Linked DNA regions of Sus scrofa: all the other regions are linked to region 3. A link is a contact called in public Hi-C and HiChIP or PLAC-seq data. All regions are on one chromosome and are shown on one strand. Each heading gives the region's core, a stretch centred on a gene start, on an enhancer-like site or on the middle of the called end of the contact. The rest is flanking DNA. Distances are from core to core; before and after follow the strand shown.

Region 1 (3,566 bases), core at 885-3,384, 140 kb before region 3:
GTCTTCACATTGGGGTAGGGAGTGGACAGGAGGCTCTAGCATCTCCTTGAGCTCCTGGCCCTTCCTCCCACACCTGTCATCCCAGCTGCCTAGATTCAGGGAAAGTGGGATAGCTTTGGGGGGAGGGGCCCCCTTCCGCAAATCCTTCCTCATTGGCAATGCCCCTTCTCCTTTGCTGACCCTGGGTGTCATGGGAATTGGAGTCTCTCAATCCCACGATTTGGGGGTTTGCAGGTTCTTTGGGCCAAGGAGCTGAGATCTGAATGCTTGACTTCACCCAGCTTGGGTGGAAGTGTTGAGGAGTATCCACCCACCTTTAGATCTCAGACCAGAGATGGGATGCCCTGGGGAGATCCTTAGCTGCCCTTTTTCCTCTCCCCACAGTGCTCAAGGCCAGCCTACAGTCCATATGTCACCCAGACATTAAGGAAAAGACACATTTTTTAGGAAATGTTTTTAATAAAAGAAAATTACAAAAAAAAAAATTTTAAAGACCCCCCCCAACCCCTTTGTGTGCCGCCCCCCCCACTCTGCTCCTTTCTTCCCCAATGTTGCTCCCATTTCTGAGGTGCACTGGGAGGCTCCCCTTCTGTTTGGGGCTTGATGACTTTTCTTTTTGTAGCTGAGGCTTTGGTGTTCCTTCTGGTGTCATTTCCCATCCACATACCCGCATCTGGTCCCCTCAGTGTCGTCACCAGATCAGATTTGTAACCCACCGAGAGGCCAGAGGGAATTAAGCGCCCTCTCCCAACCTCTTTCTAGTGGTCTCTCTGCCTCTTCCGTCTCTTGTCTCTTTCACCCTTGCCCCTCTCCCTTGGGCTCTGATGAAAAATTGCTGACTGTAGCTTTGAAGTTTAGCTCTGAGAACCGTAGATGATTTCAGTTATAGGAAAATAAAACCCATTGATTACTACATTGGATTTTGACTGATTCTTTGGGGTTGTATTGGTTAACAGATTGGGGGGGGCGCAAATGATTTCCAAGTCCACTTAGATTGAGGTAAGGGGTGTCAGCCTCTTCCATTCTCTAAAATTCTACATGAGGGTAAAATTATATAATACTATGCCCGGTATTCTACTTCTGCCTGGCCACTGTTTACCAGTGTCACCCATCAGCACCTGGGAAAGTTAAAAAAAAAAGGTTTGCACAAGGAGTTCCCATTATGGTGCAGTGGAAACAAATCCAACTAGGAACCATGAGGTTTGGGGTTGGATCCCTGGCCTTGCTCAGTGGGTTAAGGATCTGGTGTTGCCATGAACTGTGGTGTAGGTGGCAGACACAGCTCAGACATGCTGTGGCTGTGGCCGGCAGCTATAGTTCCAATTGGATCCTACCCTGGGAACCTCCATATGCCTAGGGTGTGGCCTTTAAAAAGCAAAAAAAAAAAAAAAAAAAAATTTGCATAAAGAGTGGGTGTGAAAGGGCGACATTATAAGCCACAGCCTCTGATGGCCAGGGAAGTGGGGGTGTCGAGGCTGAGGCTGGTTGTAGAAACAACTTTGTCCTTCAAGGGCAAAGCTAGGGATGCCTGCCACTCTTAACCGGTGATTAGGGGCCAGGAGGTTGACAGCGTGAAATCCTCCCAGTACTCCTTAATTAAGTGGAATAGCTGGATTAGATCCTGAGGTTTCCTCTAGTCTGACATTTTGTGACTAGATCATCGACTGGCACTGAAGTGCCCACGTTTCATCTCTTATTTTAGAAAGCCAATGTTATTTCTGTCATCTGCCTTAACCCCTGCTAGCGGAGAAGGGCGGGTGGCGAAAATATTCGGAGTGCAGCCTCATGAGAAAGGCAGGCCCTCTGCTTTGAATAGGAAGCCGCAATCACCTAGAAAATGGAGCCATCGTCTCTAGTAACTACAATTCCCAGAGGTCTCCACGCAGAGCATGTGCAGAAATGTGCCAGGCCCGGCAGCCTATCCATCTTTGCCTTCAACTCCCGACATGCTTCACGGTGCTCTTACGCTGCCTTGATTTCCTCCTCGGCCAAATTTCCTTTTTCTCTCGTGCTTCGTAGCGACGGACTACAACTCCCAGCATGCAGAGAGGCTGTGCGTTATTGCGTTGTTGAGCGTCAGTTGTACAATTAAGACTCCATTTCCCAGAAAGCCGAGAAGGGGACGGGTGGGGCTAAGGTCCCGTGTGCAGGGGGAGCAGGCGGAGGCTCTGCGACTCAGCGGGAAGCGGAGGTGAGGGCTTTGTGGCCTAGAGGTGATAGCACCTCTGGACTAGTCTGGAGGCGAGAGTGGGAAGGGCCTTCCTTTGCCCCGGCACGGGTCAGCCGCCTCCTCCGGGGTCTCCCTGCATCGGAAGCTTGGAACGGGTGGGTGCTGAAGACTGCTGGGGACTGGACGTCTCCCTCACCTAGGATGGGACTCGGGGGGAAAGCCTTAGGAACCGAGGCCTGAGGGAGCAGACGCTCTCCGCCATGAAAGCTTCACTGCGGAAGGGGCACCAGCATCTCCAGGGTTTGGAGGCAAAGAAGGGAAAGATTTAGGGGGCCTGCTTCTGGGATCTCCCCCCAGAGCTTCGGCTCTAGAATGGCAGAGGTTAAGGGATGTCACGCAGGAGTCTTTAAAAATTGGCTCCGCTCCTCTCAACCTGTATGAGCTAGGGCAAATGACCTGTTCTCAGGGCCTTGGTTTCCTTGTCTCCTGTCCACCTCCCCAGACAGCAGTGTGAAGATCAAATGCCAGGAATAGTGAAGTTCCCAGCATTGGATCTGTCACATGGTAGTGCTTCCAAAGCATTTTTTGATTCTTCTGAATAGGAACCTTGAGACTCGTAACATTCATCCAGCTTTAGTTTGAAAATAAAATTAGGTCATTTCTTTTTCGTATTAAATTAAGAAGTAGAGAGAAGAAAAATGACCCAATAATATCTCACTGTTCAGATGAACCGGTTGATAATTTTTTTTTTTTTTTCAAGTACACGTGGTTAGAAACGTTATGGGAAGGAACAAGATGGAAAGTAACAGCCCTTCCAGACTTCCTCTTCTCCAAAACAAGTACTTTAGTTGTTTTCTGTTTCCTTCTCGTCAATATTTATGCCTGGGACAGGACATATATATATTTTAAAATTTGTGCAAAAGGAATAATATTATCCAAATGATTCTGTGGCTTGCTTTGTTAAAACATTAAACACACTTTGAGTGACAGAAACGACCCTCTAAGATGTTACAGATAATTAAACCGAAGCTCAGAAGTCAAGTTGCCTAAGGTCACAGATTAAGTTGATGGTGGTGCAGGGACTAGAACCCAGGTTGCCTGACTCCCAGTTCAGAGCTTTTTATGTCATTAAAGCACACTTTATTTGTACTTTGAAGTTAGGCTTCTTTCTTAGTTATGAAACAAGGTCAGTGGTACCTCCTTTGTCAGTTGTCTTTGAGCTTAAATGAGATGATACAGGAAAGCACTTGGCATGGTACCTGGAAGGTAGCAAGTGCTCAATAAACTGAAACGCTTTTTTTTTGTTGTTGTTAGTCTTCTTAGGGCCGCATCCTCGGCAAATGGAGGTTCCCAGGCTAGGGGTCGAATTGGAACTGTAGTTGCTGGCCTACACCAC
Region 2 (3,831 bases), core at 552-3,051, 170 kb before region 3:
ACATAAGTTTAGTCGCCTATTCTAGGATCCAAGGGTCCTAAGTCACCTAGGCTTGACAAATACCTCAATGGCGAAACTGAGGCAGAGGTCTGGAGTCCAGGCAGACTCAGCTCCTAAACTTCACTCTGCCCTTTACCAGGTAACAGCTCGCACGCTGGACACCTGTTTCTCATCTGTAACTATTAGGACATCATCTCCCACAGTTCTGTAATAATCCAAGGAAAGGGTCAATGCCTGGCAAATGATCTGTACTCAAAAAAATATTCAGTTTCTTCCCTGCCCCCCTCAAAAACAGAATCCAAGATCCCAAGCCTTCTCCTTCAGACCCCGATGCTTTTAAGTTCAGAGGCAAAGGAAAAGGTTAGTCCTAAATGTTCAGCAAGGGTTCGGGAATCCTGTCTCCTGTCACCTCTTCAAGTGCCAGGTTTTATGCTGTCCTCAGTATAAGAGGGAAAGGAAAAACAAAAAACCAAAAAACCTGGCCCGCGGTGAAGATGCAACAAGGGAGAGTGGACCTAAGTGTCGCTAGGCCTGGGCCTGTCAGTGCCAGGTGATGGTTTATGGCCCTTCTGCAGGCGAGTCTAGCAGGAGAAACCCGCGTGGACCAATACCCTAACTCCCCGAAAGTTGACAAACTTCGGCTCCCATTAATCGCACTGTACCAGGAATCCAGCGGCCTAGAATCAATGGTTGCATTTATAGGACGGAGTCCCAGAATCCCCACGAATCCATCCTACAGCTTAGCCCATGCCCAAATCCAATGGACAGTTTGGGGGTGCCCTTCCCGGATACTCACATCCCCCTTATGCAGCTCCGGCGCCGCAATCTTCACCGGCTCTGTCCGCTTCTTTGGCTTGGGAAGCCCCAGGGGGGACCCGGCGCCGCCGATGGGGGGGGGAAGACTGAGGCCAGGGCCTCTGGGCGAGGGCAGCCCCAATCCTAACCCCTCCCCAACTCCCGCCGCCTCAGCCGGGCTCACGCCTGGAGGTGGGGGGAAGCCTCCCAGGCCGAAGGGCAAGGGGGGAGGAGGCTGGAGCCGGGGGTCTCCGGTGGGTGGGGGCAGCAACAGCGGCGGGGGAAAGGCTGGGGCCAGCATCTGGGGGGGCGGAGGCAGCAAAGCCGGACCCTTGGGTGCGGGGAGAGAAGCGAACAAGCCCCCTAAAGTGGGCCCAGGTGTAGGGGCCGCCGCCTCCTCTTCCTCCGGCTCCGGCTCAGCCTCATCCGGCTCACTCTCATCGCTGCTGGCGTAAGCAACCAGCGACATGGCGCCGCCCGCCTTTGGGGCGCCCTTGCCGGCAATCAAGGCCTACTTGAGACCGGGGATGCCCAGAGGCCTAGTGGGCCCCGCCACTTGGCGGGGCAGGAAACTAAAAAGCCCGCCTTCCCCGTACTCTAGGACTATCCGTGGCAGAAGCCCATGCCCACAGTTGATTTCCACCGAATAAGGCTTCCCTCTTCACTTAAGCTCCTAGTCCCGGGCAACTACACACAGCTAATGGCCGCCGAGTCACTCCGCCTCCTCCTCGCCTCACCAATACAGGAACTACAACTCCCAGAGAATACTTTGAGCACAGCACCATTATCCGACGCAAGTAGCTCAGCGCAAGGCACGGCGGGAATCGGAGTCCGAGGAAGAATTAAGCGGCGCGGAGAAAGACAGGCGGTAAACCCGCCTCTGACACGAGGACTCCTGGGAGGAGTAGTTTTTTGGAGTCGTCTGACAATTCCTGGACAACTACAAGTACCACCGGTCACCGCGGTAGTCAGGGAGCCGGGTCGGAGAGCATTTCGGTACTTGAAGTTCCCTAGGGTAGCTGCTTGGGCGCTAAGATTTATGGGAGACGTAGTGCTCGTAGAAACTGCAAGTGATGTCGGGAATGTGAGGGAGTCTGGGAAGGTGGAGGATTGGGGAAAATAGCTTAAAGGGAAAGTGATCTGTAAATCTGTAAATGAACTGATGAAGCCTTTGAGTCCACTGAAGAAACCCGGAGCACCCAGGAACAATCAGAGTCCTAGAGACCTGTACGAAGTTGGGCTGCGAGCCAGAAAGAAGGCCTAATAATAAACATCTGCAGGCTAAAGTAAATGTGACATAAGAGGGAATAAATGATCTCCCTCGCCTTGACCAAAATGCACATCCAGGAGCACATCTGGCCCGTCTAGCCTGGGTCCTGAGCTCTCTCTGCAGTGAAACAGAACGATGGGCAGGACCCTGGAAGGCAGGGCTCGGTACTTGAGATTTGGGGGCAGCTCCATCTCAGCCCCTATCACAGATTTGAGTCATTGCCTGAGTCCATCCCTTCCTGCATATGTTCTTTGTATCTGTCTCTGCCTGGTGTTTGTTGTGCCTTTCTGCGTGAACTTGTTAATTGGTCCTGTGAGTGACCTTTCTATCCATCCGTGTTGATGTGTGTCCTTTTCCCAGCTCAGGTATGTCTGCTCGTGATTCTGCTGCTCTTTCCCTGTCCACCTGTAATTTTGTGTCCTTTTCATGTTTATTCGTCTTTGCCCCTTCCTGTCTGCCTGGGACTGGGTGCCCTCTACTTGTCAACTCTGTGTCTTTTATAATTTAAAGCTTTATGTACTAAAGCACCTCTGTGTGTGCTCTATCCCCCTACTCCCAGAGAGCAGAAGCATCTACTGAGCTCAGCCCATGAAGACTGTTGAGGTTTGGGGAGGAGGCTAAAGAGGAAGATGGAAAGGATGATGATGGCCACAACAACAACCAAAAAGAGAGTCAGTGAAGGCCCAAGTGTGAGTGAATTCACCATTAGAGAAGGTTGCTGTGCCCTCCACCTCCCCCCGCCCCACCCCCACCTTCTCCATGTGTCTAAATCTCACCCTGCCTTCACCAACAAATTCATATGCTGCCTTCTCCATCTGTTTGCTTCAATCTGTTTGCTCCCTGCTCTGGATGCCCAGAGCACTTTTTTTTTCCTGCCTACCAAATCTTAAACTTTAATGTGCCTAAGATCCCTGGGAAAGCTTCTTAAAAATGCAAATTGCTGAATTCCAGCCTAACTGATTCCTCTTCAGTAGGTGTGGAGTGGGGCCCAGAAGTCTGGATTTTTAAGAAAATCCTCAGTTGATTGCAAAGCAGGTACAGTGAGGACTACCCTGAGAAATTAGACCTTTGGTTCTATCTCGAAACTGGTATGCTTTGCACAGTGTTGACTTCTTCTTCTTTATTTACTTATGTATTTATTTTTTGCTTTTAGGGCTGCACCTGTGGCATATGGAAGTTCCCAGGCTAGGGGTCAAATCGGAGCTACTGCTGCCAGCCTATGCCACAGCCACAGCAATGCAGGATACGAGCCATGTCTGACCTACACCACAGCTCACAGCCACACCAGATCCTTAACCCACTTTGCCAAGCCAGGGATTGAACCTATGTTCTCATGGATACCACTGAACCACAAGGGAACTCCTGCACACTGCTGACCTTTAATACCAACTTTTCCAATCTGGGTTTCCCAGCCTACTTCCTGGTGACTTTGGGCAATCACTTCTCTTCTCCTTCTTTGAAAGATGGATAGAGTATGAAGGAGCCCCGCCCTACTTCTGTGAAAAACACTTCACTATTAACACACAGTGAAGTGATTTAGAACCTTAAGAGAATGGGAAACTTTCAAAGGGAAATGACTGTCCTTGTTCTTTTTCCTTTTTTTAGAGCCGTACCCGTGGCATATGGAGGTTCCCAGCCTAGGGGTCGAATCGGAGCTACAGCTGCCAGGCTACACCACAGCCACAGCAACGCCAGATCCAAGGCACGTCTGCAACCTACACCACAGCTCACAGCAACGCCAGATCCTTAGCCCACTGAGCGAGGCC
Region 3 (4,022 bases), core at 1,199-3,698:
TGCTCTACCCTAGTCCCAAAGGAGCGGGAAGCCTCCTGGGTCTCCCCGAGGAACTTACATGGCTGGGTTCTGGTCTCTTGCAGTCAACATGTCAAAGGCACTCCTGAACTCTGGTTTCCAGCCCTCCTTTGAGGTCCATAAACCTGTGTTCTGTGCCTCTAGACTCATTTTAGACTTTGTCTGAGCCTTGGGTCAAGAATCAGAACCCCTAGGTCTCTACCTCAAGCCAGGGCAGGGTTCCCATCCCCCCCACCTCCTTGGATCCAGCACCTGAGGGAATGTCGATGCTGGCAATGGGCACAGTGAGTCCATTCAGGACACTCAGGATGCTGCGGAATGGCTCCCGAACTTCACCCTTGAAGCTGAAGCCAAAGATGGCATCCACCACCAGCTCATATAGTTCATCGATCAGCGTGGGCTGTGGCAGAGCGGGAAAAAAGGAAAGGATGTCAGAGTCAGCAGCTGCACAAAGAACCCTTGACAGGGGAGGGCTGTCCTCTGTACCCACAGATCATTCACAGAGGCACAAACATAATTTTCTCTCATTCATACGGCATTCTGAAGCTTAGAGTTAAGTGCAACTATCACTGATTGAAGCCAAGCTCAGTCCCATCACCATTTCTGTTCTTAGTGCCTGCCAGCCTGCCATTGGGGGGATCTACAGCACAGGGTTACCTAAGCCTGGGAGTCAAGAAGGACAGGTTCTGGTCTCAGCTCTGCTGTGATCCTTTGAACAAACCACTTTCCTTCTCTGCATCTCAGTCTCTTCATCTATAAAATGTGCTAAGAAATTTTAAAAAGAAGTTCTAAAGTTTCCCACTCCTAAATCCAGGCATCTGAAGAAAGGGTTTAGGATGAAGCAGGCACTTCAGCTCCTAAGAGGGGCAGATAATGTGTTTACTGCTTGCTAGGGGAAGAGGAACTGGCTACAGAGTGAAAGGAGTGACCCAGGAGATAAAGGGGAAAGGAAGCTTTACAGAAGGTGGTGCTGGGAACTCCTGGAGCACACCTTTTGGAGAAGACTTTTAACCACGTCTATTCAAAGAGCATACTTTGGGGGAGTTCCCGTTGTGGTGCAGGGGAAAGAAATCTGACTAGGATCCATGGGGATGCAGGTTCGATCCCTGGCCTCACTCAGTGGGTTAAGGATCTAGTGTCGCCCTGAGCTGTGGTGTAGGTCGCAGATGTGGCTTGGATCTGGCGTGGCTATGGCTGTGGTGTGGGCCGGCAGCTGTAGGTCCAATTTGACCCCTTGTCTAGGAACCTCCATATGCCACAGATGTGGCCCTAAAAAGCAAAAAAACAAAAACAAAAAAACCCCCACCATACTTTGGGCACTTTCTGTGTCAGGCACTATCCCTACCCTCTTAAGAGTTAATCCTCTAGAGAGGAAGATAGCAAGTGAGCTCAGCTTGGGAAGGTGAGGAAAGAGAACACAGGCAGTGGTTATTGAGGAGGAGAGAGCACTGAACTGGAGCCACCTACCTCTGAGGGCATTTCATCAAGGAAAGGGATGTCCATTTTCTGGCACTGGGTTACCAGCGCAGTGAAGAGTGGCTTGTTAGGCCTTTTAGGGTAATAGATGGTTGGTTGGTAGCCCTATGAGGAAAGGAAAGGGTTGTAATTCAAGTCCAGATCCTAGAAACCTCATGCTCTTTTCCCCACGGCCCTTCTGCGAATACTCACAAAGAGTTTGAGGTGTCGAGCACAGACCAGGCCATCTCCTCCGTTATTCCCGGGGCCACAAATGACTAGGACAGTAGGGGGGCTCCTGGACAAGGACGTGGGAGGATAGGCCTGAAGGCAGAGTCAAAGGGGATTCAGAGGGGCATTTGGGAAGCGACAGCTCGGGCTTGGCCCGGCTGTCCCTCCCACTTCGCTGTGCCTAGGCCAGGGGGCTTGCACAATGACTTGCCACTGACCTTGGCAATGGCTGTAGCACAGCTCAGCCCGGCCAGCTCCATTAGTTGGTCCACGCTGAACTGGTACTCGTTAAACAGCTCCTGGTCCACAGCCTGGGCCTCCTCCTGGCTGAGGAAGCGCAAAGCCTGAGGTCCCGCCCCTCAGGTGCTGCGCCGGGCCGGCAGCGCGGCCGCCCCAGGTCCCGCCCCCCGGGAGGGAGGGCCTGCACCCCGGTCCTGCGCCCCGCGTGCCCCCGCCCGCCCTGGAACTTTGCCTACCTGAGGTACTTCACCGCTGAGCTCGCCATGCCTTCTACGTCCCCGCGGCCACCCGAGATCAGCCGCTGCGGCCCCCACCAGGTGGGTCGCGCGCGACAGGCGCCGGCCTGGACTCTGACGCGCGGCAGGCGCGAGCCCGCAACGAGCAGCCCGAGCCCGAGCAGCGCCCGCAGACCAGACATCCAGCTCGCAGGGCGCGCGCCTCCGGCCCGCCCCGGCCTGCCCGGCGCCTGCGCAGCACTCTGCCCCGCCCCCGAGAGGCCGGGGCCGCAAGCGCTTCTGCCGAAAGCGGTCCTGGGATCCGCCGCGCTCGCTCCTCCGCGGCTGGTTGCCTTACGCACCCGCCCCGCGGGTGTCTGCCTGTGTCCGTGCGCTTTCTCTTCCAGTCTGGATCCAAGCCCTCCGCGGGAACATTTACGTATTGCCTCAGAGATAACCGGAAGTGCTTTGCTCCCAACCGCCCTTTGGTAATAATTTTTCATATTTTTGTAGCTTTTCCAGGAAGCTGTATGGCAGAGCAGTTAGCCCCGGTTCTTGTCCTACCACCGACTAGCTGAGTGAACCTGGCTCTCCTGGTTTCAGTGTCCTATAAAATGAGGATATGAGTACATACTTCATGGGGTGGTAATCCATGCAAAGCCGTCGACAGCGCCCCTCGTACACAGGGCTCAATAAATTAATGCTCTTATTTACACTGCTTTTCATGGGACTTAGGACCCTTATGCCCACTAGTTTAGCTTCCCCTTTCTCTGTTTACCAGGATAGCACGTTCTACTTCCCTAATCATACGTAATACTTACCCTTCTTCATCGAGATAAAAGCTGTGGAAATAGAAAAGTATAAACCTTAATTAAGTCAAGTATGCCATGGTTAAAAATGTAATTGAAACTGTAGACGCCAGGTCACGGTAATATTTCAAGAAAAAATCAGAGAAGACTAAACTTTTAACCCAAGAGTTTTGTTTTTTTGTTTTTTTTTGCCTTTTCTAGGGCCCCTCCCGCGGCATATGGAAGTTCCCAGGCTAGGGGTCTAATCGAAGCTGTAGCCGCCGGCCTACACCACAGCCAACGCCAGATCTGAGCCCCGTCTGCGACCTACACCACAGCTCACAGCAACGCCAGATCCTTAACCCACTGAGCAAGGCCAGGGATCGAACCTGCAGCTTCATGATTCCTTTTTTTTTTTTTTTTTTGGTCTTTTAGTCTTTTTGTTGTTGTTGTTGTTGTTATTGTTGCTATTTCTTGGGCCGCTCCCGCGGCATATGGAGGTTCCCAGGTTAGGGGTCTAATCGGAGCTGTAGCCACCGGCCTACGCCAGAGCCACAGCAACGCGGTATCCGAGCCATGTCTGCAACCTACACCACAGCTCACGGCAACGCCGGATCATTAACCTACTGAGCAAGGGCAGGGACCGAACCCGCAACCTCATGGTTCCTAGTCGGATTCGTTAACCACTGCGCCACGACGGGAACTCCAAGCTTCATGATTCCTAATCGGATTCGTTAACCACTGAGCCACAACAGGAACTCCTAACCCAAGAGTTTTTAAAAATGCAAACACTCCTGCCTGGTTAGGGGAGAAGTTTAGGGAATAACAAACCAGTTACCATTAAGGCACTAAGATAAAGATAATTATCCAGGTGAAATGAAAGTCCTGTTTTTATGCTAGTTTATTTTTTTCTGTATAATGAATCGTATTACTGCTTAGTTCTCAGAGAGAGGCAAGAACCCCTCCTGCTTTAACTACTCCTCTGATAGTCTCCTTTTTAATTAAAAGAGGTTTATCATCACCTATGGGATGTACCCTTGTAAAACAAACCTCCAGCTGTGTTTGTTTCACATAT

What was found. A called contact is a pair of places that touch in the nucleus more often than the background predicts. HiChIP or PLAC-seq counts read pairs in DNA pulled down with a chosen protein or histone mark.
Region 1: a Hi-C map of skeletal muscle shows a contact between it and region 3, with 4 times the contacts expected there. The contact joins the promoter of MRPL24 here to the promoter of IQGAP3 in region 3. A contact is called at or near these places in 3 of 47 Hi-C or Micro-C datasets (embryonic fibroblasts, liver and skeletal muscle) and 2 of 2 datasets of contacts at active chromatin or transcription factors (alveolar macrophages and skeletal muscle).
Region 2: a contact with region 3 is called in an H3K27ac HiChIP or PLAC-seq map of alveolar macrophages. The contact joins the promoter of PRCC here to the promoter of IQGAP3 in region 3. A contact is called at or near these places in 1 of 47 Hi-C or Micro-C datasets (epiblast stem cells) and 1 of 2 datasets of contacts at active chromatin or transcription factors (alveolar macrophages).

The regions. Positions count from the first base shown.
Region 1 is chr4:93,350,895-93,354,460 of Sscrofa11.1, forward strand. MRPL24 (mitochondrial ribosomal protein L24) reads left to right here and starts at 2,135. Exons shown (of 6, transcript NM_001244448.1): 1 at 2,135-2,191. HDGF (hepatoma-derived growth factor) reads left to right here. Exons shown (of 6, transcript XM_013996955.2): 6 at 1-915.
Region 2 is chr4:93,323,698-93,327,528 of Sscrofa11.1, forward strand. It overlaps PRCC (proline-rich protein PRCC), which reads right to left and starts at 1,802. Exons shown (of 7, transcript XM_001924343.6): 1 at 797-1,802. The coding sequence starts at 1,264.
Region 3 is chr4:93,493,551-93,497,572 of Sscrofa11.1, forward strand. IQGAP3 (ras GTPase-activating-like protein IQGAP3) reads left to right here and starts at 2,449. Exons shown (of 38, transcript XM_021089671.1): 1 at 2,449-2,647. NAXE (NAD(P)HX epimerase) reads right to left here and starts at 2,362. Exons shown (of 6, transcript NM_001078664.1): 1 at 2,181-2,362; 2 at 1,923-2,031; 3 at 1,687-1,797; 4 at 1,486-1,599; 5 at 271-418. The coding sequence starts at 2,362.